Regions from separate parts of the Rattus norvegicus genome. Here region 2 is linked to region 1. A link is a contact called in public HiChIP or PLAC-seq data. All regions are on one chromosome and are shown on one strand. Each heading gives the region's core, a stretch centred on a gene start, on an enhancer-like site or on the middle of the called end of the contact. The rest is flanking DNA. Distances are from core to core; before and after follow the strand shown. Region 1 overlaps LOC120093628 (a long non-coding RNA gene). Region 2 holds the start of Tspan31 (tetraspanin 31).

Region 1 (4,023 bases), core at 292-2,791:
TTTGAGTGTGGGCGGAGCATGAACTGTGATCCCGCGAAGGCAGAGGGAGCAATCGCCACCCAATCCCCCAGCCGAATGGGAATGCAGGTCAACAGTATTTTTGAGGATCCTACAGCAGTGTGTAAGGACAAAGGGAGGCCCCTAGGGAGGCGGTTTGGAGGGAGGCCAACATCAGGTCTCAGTGCTGGAAAGTTAGGAGAAAAAGAACCAAGCATGAGAGGGAGGTAGGGGGCTGTTTAGAAGAAAGAATTGAGTGATTGAGTGGTTTGGGGAGGGAGAGAGGGCTCCAAGTGATGTTGACTGTTGGAGGGAGGTGAGGAGGCCAGGTACTCTTTGTTTGTCTGGACTCTGGGCTCAAACAGGAATGCCCAGGGGCCTGGAAGCCAGGGAAGAGAATCTGCATAGAAGATGTCATAAGTTGAGCACGTGCTCAAGTTGAAGACAGGTCTTCAGGGGGCGGGGGTGGGGCGAACAGAGGAGAGAGACCGAGGTTGGAGGTTCCCTGGATGGGAAGAGTCCTGAGTCTTTGCAGGTAGGCCAGGAGGCCACCAGAGCTGCTTTGGGCAGGGCTATTTCTTCTCTTTGAACCAGAGTGACCTCGTCTGGAGAACGAGGCTTCGGTGGAGTTCACGATTCACCACGTTGCAGGTTTCCTTCCATCAGCTACAGCCAGGCTGGAAACGAGTGTCCTTTCCCTCCACATTGTCCTACCATCCAGAGCCTCTACTTAAAAAAAAGTCAACATTTAAAGCAAGTTTTTATAGGTGCAGGTGTTTGCTTGCGCGTATGTCTGTGTACCGTGCGCCCACGGAGGCCAGAGAGATGTCCGGTTCCTTGGACAGTTGTGAGCTGCCCTGTGGGCGCTGGGAACTGAACAGAGTCCTGAGGAAGAGTAGTCAGTACTCAGCAGATAGTCATCCCTCCAGCCGACAGCCTCCCCTTCAGCGACAAGACAGCTGCGGGAATTCAGCTGCTCTGTCGAACTGCAACTGTAACTTTGGACTTTTGTTGCTTCTTCTTCCTTCTGGAAGAGATACAAAGAAGTACTGTTTTTGTGTGGTGAAGACTGAACTGGAAATGCCGGCTGTAGAGGAAGGAAACGATAGATAAACTCGTTTCCTAAGGGCCTCCTTGTACAGATGACTGTTACCTTGCTTGACTCTTCCTCTCTTCAGGAGAGCAGGTATCATCAGGGGTCCTCTCAGCGGACAGAAGGGTTGTCAAGAGTTTCACTACTCTGTTGAAGAACCTGGAGCCTTCACATTCGGAAGTTTTACATAGTAGCCGTTTGGTGTCAGCAGGGCAATTCTGGCTTCACTGGGGTGGGAGGCTCTGGGTCATAATTACTTGTCTTTGTTTCTACTCCTGGCCTGGGGCCAGGTGGAGAAATGGGGCTTGGCTTTCTGGGGTCAGTCAACGCCCAGAGAACCCTTGGCTTTACTACATCTTTCTCCTCTCCTTTTTAGCCACACATTTTGCTGAGTGTGACTCCTGAGCCCAAGAAGAGCTTTCACAGATCCTCCTGTACCCATGGTATGAGCCAAATGTCGGCTCTAGCTGCAATCCCAACGGTTCAGTCAGTCTCCTAGGTTGCAATGGGGTGGATCCTGACTCAGCTGAGCTGCATCACCAGACAGAAGGCCCTGAGGCTCAACAAACAGCATGGAGGACCTGGAACCACCTGGTTCCACTCTGTGGATGTGTTTAGGGACCCCAATTTTCTGTTTGAATAAATTTCTTTAAAAAAAATAAAGTTTTTAGGTGAAAAAAAGCTTATATCGGAGTGAAGGATGCAGCTCGGAGGTAGAGTTCTATCCTGGTGGGTTTGAGGTCCTGGATTTGGTCTTCAGTCCCACCCCCACCCCCACCCCCGCAGGAAAAATTCACGCCTTTAACAGTTGGGTGATATAAAGCAAACAGCTAAGGTTATCTTAGCAAACATCTGCAGTGTTATCATATGTGCTGACAGACTTGTGAGAGAAATAGCAGCAAGAATTAGTAGAAAGTTTATGTACATTAAGTCTTTCTTCCTTTTTAACTGAACTCAGGGCCTTATTCATGTGTAGTATGAACTTCCAGCTCCAGGTTCTTTTTTATCTTCTCCTCCTTCTTTCTTTTGAAAACTGTCTTTTTAAATAAAGATTTTATTTAAGATTTTATTCATTTTATGTGTATGAATACACTGTTTTTGTCTTCAGACCTATCAGAAGAGGGCATCGGATGCATTACAGAAGGTTGTCAGCCACCTTTTGGTTGCTAGAACTTGACCTCATGACCTCTGGAAGTGCACTTAACCACTGAACTATCTCTCCAGCCCCCTCTTCCGTTTCCTTTCTTTTCCTTTTCTTTCTTTTCCTCCTTTTTCCTTTCTTTCTTTCTTTCTTTTTTTTAGATAGGGTTTCTCTGTGTAACCCTGGCTGGAACTTGCTCTGTAGTCCAGGCTGTGTCGAATTTTCCGAGATCTACCCCCTCTGGAGTGCTAGGATTAAAGGCGAGCCTCACCACTGCCCCCTGGTTCATCTCCTTGTGAAATGGGAGCACACTGCACTGCTGGCCAGACTGGCTCTCAGGGCCATCATCCACCTGACTCAGCCTTCCAAATAGCGGAGACTAGTCACCCACCATAGTGTCTGGCTTATACAGACATTTCATTTACAGGATGTTATTCTGTGTTAGTTAAGACATATAAACGGGGCTGGGGATTTAGCTCAGTGGTAGAGCGCTTACCTAGGAAGCGCAAGGCCCTGGGTTCGGTCCCCAGCTCCGAAAAAAAGAACCAAAAAAAAAAAAAAAAAAAGACATATAAACGACTCAAGGAGGAAAACACGGGGCTGGAGAGATGGCTCAGCAATAAAGACTGCTTGCTGCTCTCCCCGAGGCTCAGAAGCCAGAGAGCTTGGCTTGCAGCCACCTGTACTCCAGCTCCAGGAGATCTGATTCCTGCTTCTGGCTTATGTGTGAAGCTATCCACACGTGCACAATCATACACATGCATACACATAAATGAAAAATAAATCTTAAAAGGGAAGGAAAACACCTTGAAAAGCCACATTGTCAATCCAGATAATCGTCCCTCTGACAGGCCCCACTTACACCTCCCCGAGATGCCTGGCTCCTGAATCTGGTGTTTATCTTTCTAACACAGTGTTTTCGATATCGTTACTGTGTGAGTTTTCTTGAAACTTGCATCTTTCCCCGTATATTATGTTTCCCAGGTCTCCATGTTGGTAGATTTTCAGAGTCAGTTGATTCGGAGTGGAGTAAACTAGATTATTTGAATAGATTACAATTAAGTAGCCATTTCCGGTTAGTGCACATTAAAGTTGGGCCAGTTTTCCCCTGTTGCAAAGACTGGGAACATTCCTCAAACATCTCTTTATGTACACAATGATCTCTTAGGATCTCCCAACTGGAGCAGAGTTGCTGGTCCATAGAATATGGATATCTTCCATGGTTCTAGATTATTCTTCAAAGTGGTTATGCACATTGGTACCCTTACCCACTGTCACGGTTTGAAAATGCTTGGCTCAGGGAGTGGCACTGTTTGGAGGTGTGCCCTCGTTGGAGTGAGTGTGGCCTTGTTGGGGTGGGTGTGGCCTTGTTGGAGTAGGTGTGGCCTTTGGAGTAGGTATGGTTTTGTTGAAGTAGGTGTGTCACTGTGAGTGTGGGCTTTAAGACCCTCATCCTAGCTGCCTGGAGGCCAGTCTTCTCCTATCTGCTTTTAGATGAAGATGCAGAACTCTCAGCTCCTCCTGCACCATGCCTGTCTGGATGCTGCCATGCTCCTGCCTTGATGATAATGGACTGAACCTCTGAACCTATAAGCCAGCCCAATTAAATGTTATCCTTATAAGAGTTACCTTGGTCATGGTGTTTGTTCATAGCAGTAAAACCCTAAGACACCCACATTGCTCCCACCAACTTGAGGTACTATCAAACCTTTTATTCCTGTCAAATTTGGTGTGGAGTGCTTCCTTGATTTTTGTTTCTATTTCTCTGGTGATTAGTTAGCTAAATTAGCAT
Region 2 (3,794 bases), core at 942-3,441, 140 kb before region 1:
AACCTATTTTAGAAGTATTTATCTTATTTTTATTTGGTTTTTTGAGACAAGGTTTCTTTGTGCAGCCCTGGCTGTCCTGGAACTCACTCTGTAGACCAAGCTGGTCTCAAAACCACACTACCTCTGCCTTTAGAGTACTGGGACTGAAGGCCTGTGACACCATTGCCTGGTCAGTATTTAGTTTATTTAAAATTTATTTTGTTTTGGGCTGGAGAGATGGCTCAGTGGTTAAGAGCACTGGCTGCTCTTCCAGAGGTCCTGAGTTCAATCTCCAGCAACCACATGGTGGCTCACAACCATCTGTAATGGAATCTGATGCCCTCTTCTGACAGGCAGGTGTGCATGCAGATAGAGCATTCAGAAACATCAAATAAATAAAAATCTTTAAATCTTTAAAAATGTATTTTATGTGAGTGCTTTGCCTACATGTATGTATTGTGCCATGTGCGTGCCTGATGCCTCTCTAGGTGGGAGGAAGGTATTGGGTCCCTTGGAGCTGGAGCTCTGGAAGGGTATGAGCCACCACTTGGGTGCTGGAAACTGAACTCAAGTGCTCTTAGCCTTGGAGCCAACTCTAGACCCTCAAGAGTATCTTCTTGAGGGTGATATATGAAGAATAACTTTGAATGTTTTTATTTGGAGATAAAGGGGTTGTGTTTGGATTATTTACTGGACTCCATAAAAATAGACTAAACGGCAATACTTGAGTGCTGCTCGGTACTGGCATCTCATATCCTAACTCCTTTAGTCCTCACGACGATCCAGATTTGTTAGGGAAGTATTGTTAGGGGTAGGTGCTTGGCCATCTATCCCCCTTTTGCAGATGAAGAAGGAGATACGGGTTTTTTTTTTTTATTTGTTTGTTTTGTTTTGTTTTTGGTTCTTTTTTTCGGAGCTGGGGACCGAACCCAGGGCCTTGCTAGGTAAGTGCTCTACCACTGAGCTAAATCCCTAGCCCCGAGATACGGGGGTTTAAGTGCCTGGCCCATAAAGCTAAAACCCGTGCAGTTTGACTTCAGCACAAACTGGCTGTCGGCAGTCACAGGATGTGAGCACACACAGATTCACATCACTGAGTGGAGTTGATGGGAGCATTTTCTGGTTTCATTCCCACCAAGGCTGCTTCTTTACCCAGGAGGAAGAGAAAGGCTGTGTCCTTTGTCACTCCACTCAAAGGGCACTATGTCCAAACGCTTATGCAATAACGTTATCGACCGGCCATCCACTACTCCCCCTCTGGAGTGAAAAGTATGAAACCTCGGGACTGGAGAGATGGCTCAGAGACTAAGAGCACTGGCTCTTCTTCCAGAGGACCTGGGTTCAATTCCCAGCACCCACATGGCAGCTCACAACAGTAACTCCAATTCCTGAATACAACACCCTCACACAGACATACATGCAGCAAAACCGCCAATGCACATAAAACAAAAATAAATACATTTTAGAGTATGGAGACTCTATTTATTCATATTCCAGACTCGCCCCCACTGTGCCATGTGCCAGCCCTGATCAGGCACATTTGTGTTCTAAAGGTATAGAGAACACCAGCGTCTGTGCCTGTGGTTTTGTCACGAACAGGAATGCACCAGCCTCAAGTCACTGTCTCCACCTGAATTTCTGGCGTGTTCACACTGCAGAGAAAGGAGTGCAGAACGGAACATGAGTACTAGTAAACGCATTTAACACATGCATGAGGATTTGCCCGCTATTGCTATGCCTGACTTGGATCCTTCCTAGCTGGGCTACATAGTTCATTTGGCTCCTCTTGTTGTTCCAGAGTATGACGCACTAACAACAAAACGATGGCATCATCGTGAGATCATCGGGAAATCGGCGGGGAAGGGTAATCTTTAGAGGTGCAGAGCCTCTTCCTCCCACCTCTACAAGCTCCCGTTTTTCTGTTCACCTGAGTATCTTCCTGGGTTCCTAGTCTCGAAACTCCGTGCTCGGGAATCCAATCTCTGGTCCCTAAAACACTGTCTAGAAACCCTGGCCTCAGTTTCTTTTCTTTTCTTTTTAAGTTTCGTCCAATGAAGAAACTAAGGGAAAGACTGAGAGGCGGGCTGGTGACGTAATGCAGAATGATTGGCATTGAAGTCCTGGATGTCCTGGATTAGCCACGAGTTTCGCCAATCCAGAGGCAGGGGTGGGACGGTGCAGGCGCAGAGAATTGGTTTGGCTGGCTTGGATTTAAAGCGATAGACGCTGTTGGATTCCTACAAGACGGTCCTCAGTACCCTCCCCACAAGTCTTGGGACCATTCGGGTCCCCAGATCTGGGGAGATGGCTTGCGGCGGATTTGCCTGTTCCAAGAATGCGCTGTGCGCTCTCAACGTGGTTTATATGGTGAGGTTTTGGAAATGGGGAAAGCTCCGGGGCGGAAAGAATGGGGGAGTTTCTAGGGGACTTCCGGAGTGGAGATGGGTGTACTGGGGGTTCTGGGAAGCTTCCCAGAAACTTCCGGCGAAGAGGGAATTCCTGGTTACTTCCGTGAAGAGGAGAGACTTCCGGTGATGGGGGCTTGTTTGGTGGTGGGCAGAGGTGAATTGAAGACTGCGGGCCTATAGTTCCAGTCTTCACTTCTGCTCCAGTTTCTTCTCAAAATAGAGATGCTGGACAACGCCAAGGTTTCCATTTGTATCTTGAGTACCTTGCCCTACTCTCTCCCAGCTACTCCCAGTTACTTGGGAAGCGCGCCTAGAGATGAATAGTACCGACTGCACACCTCAAGCGCTTACCTTGTTAAGTCCACGTCCCCTTGTAATAGCCTTGGGCTGTGATGCATGGTAGAATTCTTTGGTGATGACAGGGTCTCACTGTGTAGTGAGCTAGCACAGACTAGCCTGGAACTTGGCAATGCCTCGGTTTCAGGTCTGAGACACCATATCAGGCTGGATAAAGTGTATTCTTTCTATTTCTTGCAGCTTGTGGGCTTATTGCTCATTGGCGTAGCTGCCTGGGGCAAGGGCCTCGGTGTGGTGTCCAGCATTCACATCATTGGAGGAGTCATTGCTGTGGGAGTCTTCCTTCTCCTCATTGCAGTGGCTGGACTGGTGGGTGCCGTGAACCACCATCAAGTGCTGCTTTTCTTTGTATCCTGACCTAAGTGATTGGGATTGGGGGCTGAGCAGGCTTTTCCTGGGCAGGGGACCTCAGACATGTCTCTTCGTTCTTATTCTGTAATCCCCAGAAGTTGATGATCCCTCCCACCCCCAACTTGATAAAGGTGCAGTTTTGGGAACAGAGAAGGGCCTTGAACTCTGCCCCCTTGCCTGCCACATTGCAGTTAGAATTACAGTGGTGAGATTTTAAAGACAAAAACCGGGATCATGCTGTGTGGTAGTCCTAGCTTGGAACTCACGCTAGGCTGGCCTCCATACAGGTTTGCTTGCCTGTCTCTCCCTGAATGAGGTATTTTAAATGGAAACCAGATTCTTTTGCCATAACTTCTTCTCAGTATATGATCATCCTGGGTTTGGTCTTCATCTTCCAGTTTGGAATCTCTTGCTCATGTCTGGCTATTAACAGAAACACACAGGTAAGGGTAAGCCCTTTCAGTACTTGCTTGCTTTCCCCACCTTTTAAACCTTAGTCTGACCCCCTCATCCTGTCCTGCTCAGACCCACTGCTCCCACAGGTGTCTGCTCCCTGACATGTGTGATTATTTCCCCCAAGATGCAGAGAACCTGAGAAAGACACTTGACATTACCAAGGACTGTGCGTGCTGCACGATACCGCGCAGTGGTTTCTGTGGGATTGCCCTTACAGGAGCAGGGAAATAGAAGCTCTTGAAC

The links. HiChIP or PLAC-seq counts read pairs in DNA pulled down with a chosen protein or histone mark.
Region 2: an H3K27ac HiChIP or PLAC-seq map of oligodendrocytes shows a contact between it and region 1, with 2.6 times the contacts expected there. The contact joins the promoter of Tspan31 here to the enhancer-like site in region 1. A contact is called at or near these places in 4 of 12 Hi-C or Micro-C datasets (frontal cortex, liver, mammary epithelial cells and 1 more) and 1 of 1 datasets of contacts at active chromatin or transcription factors (oligodendrocytes).

The regions. Positions count from the first base shown.
Region 1 is chr7:64,637,444-64,641,466 of GRCr8, reverse strand. It overlaps LOC120093628 (a long non-coding RNA gene), which reads left to right. Exons shown (of 2, transcript XR_005487032.2): 2 at 1,467-1,771. Among named protein-coding and RNA genes, the nearest start is that of Atp23, 24 kb to the right of the region's middle. Within about 2 kb of position 1,541, at least 14 of the 93 cell types and tissues checked have an H3K27ac peak or open chromatin away from gene starts, as enhancers often do.
Region 2 is chr7:64,776,154-64,779,947 of GRCr8, reverse strand. It overlaps Tspan31 (tetraspanin 31), which reads left to right and starts at 2,191. Exons shown (of 6, transcript NM_001008378.1): 1 at 2,191-2,346; 2 at 2,925-3,092; 3 at 3,458-3,538. The coding sequence starts at 2,284.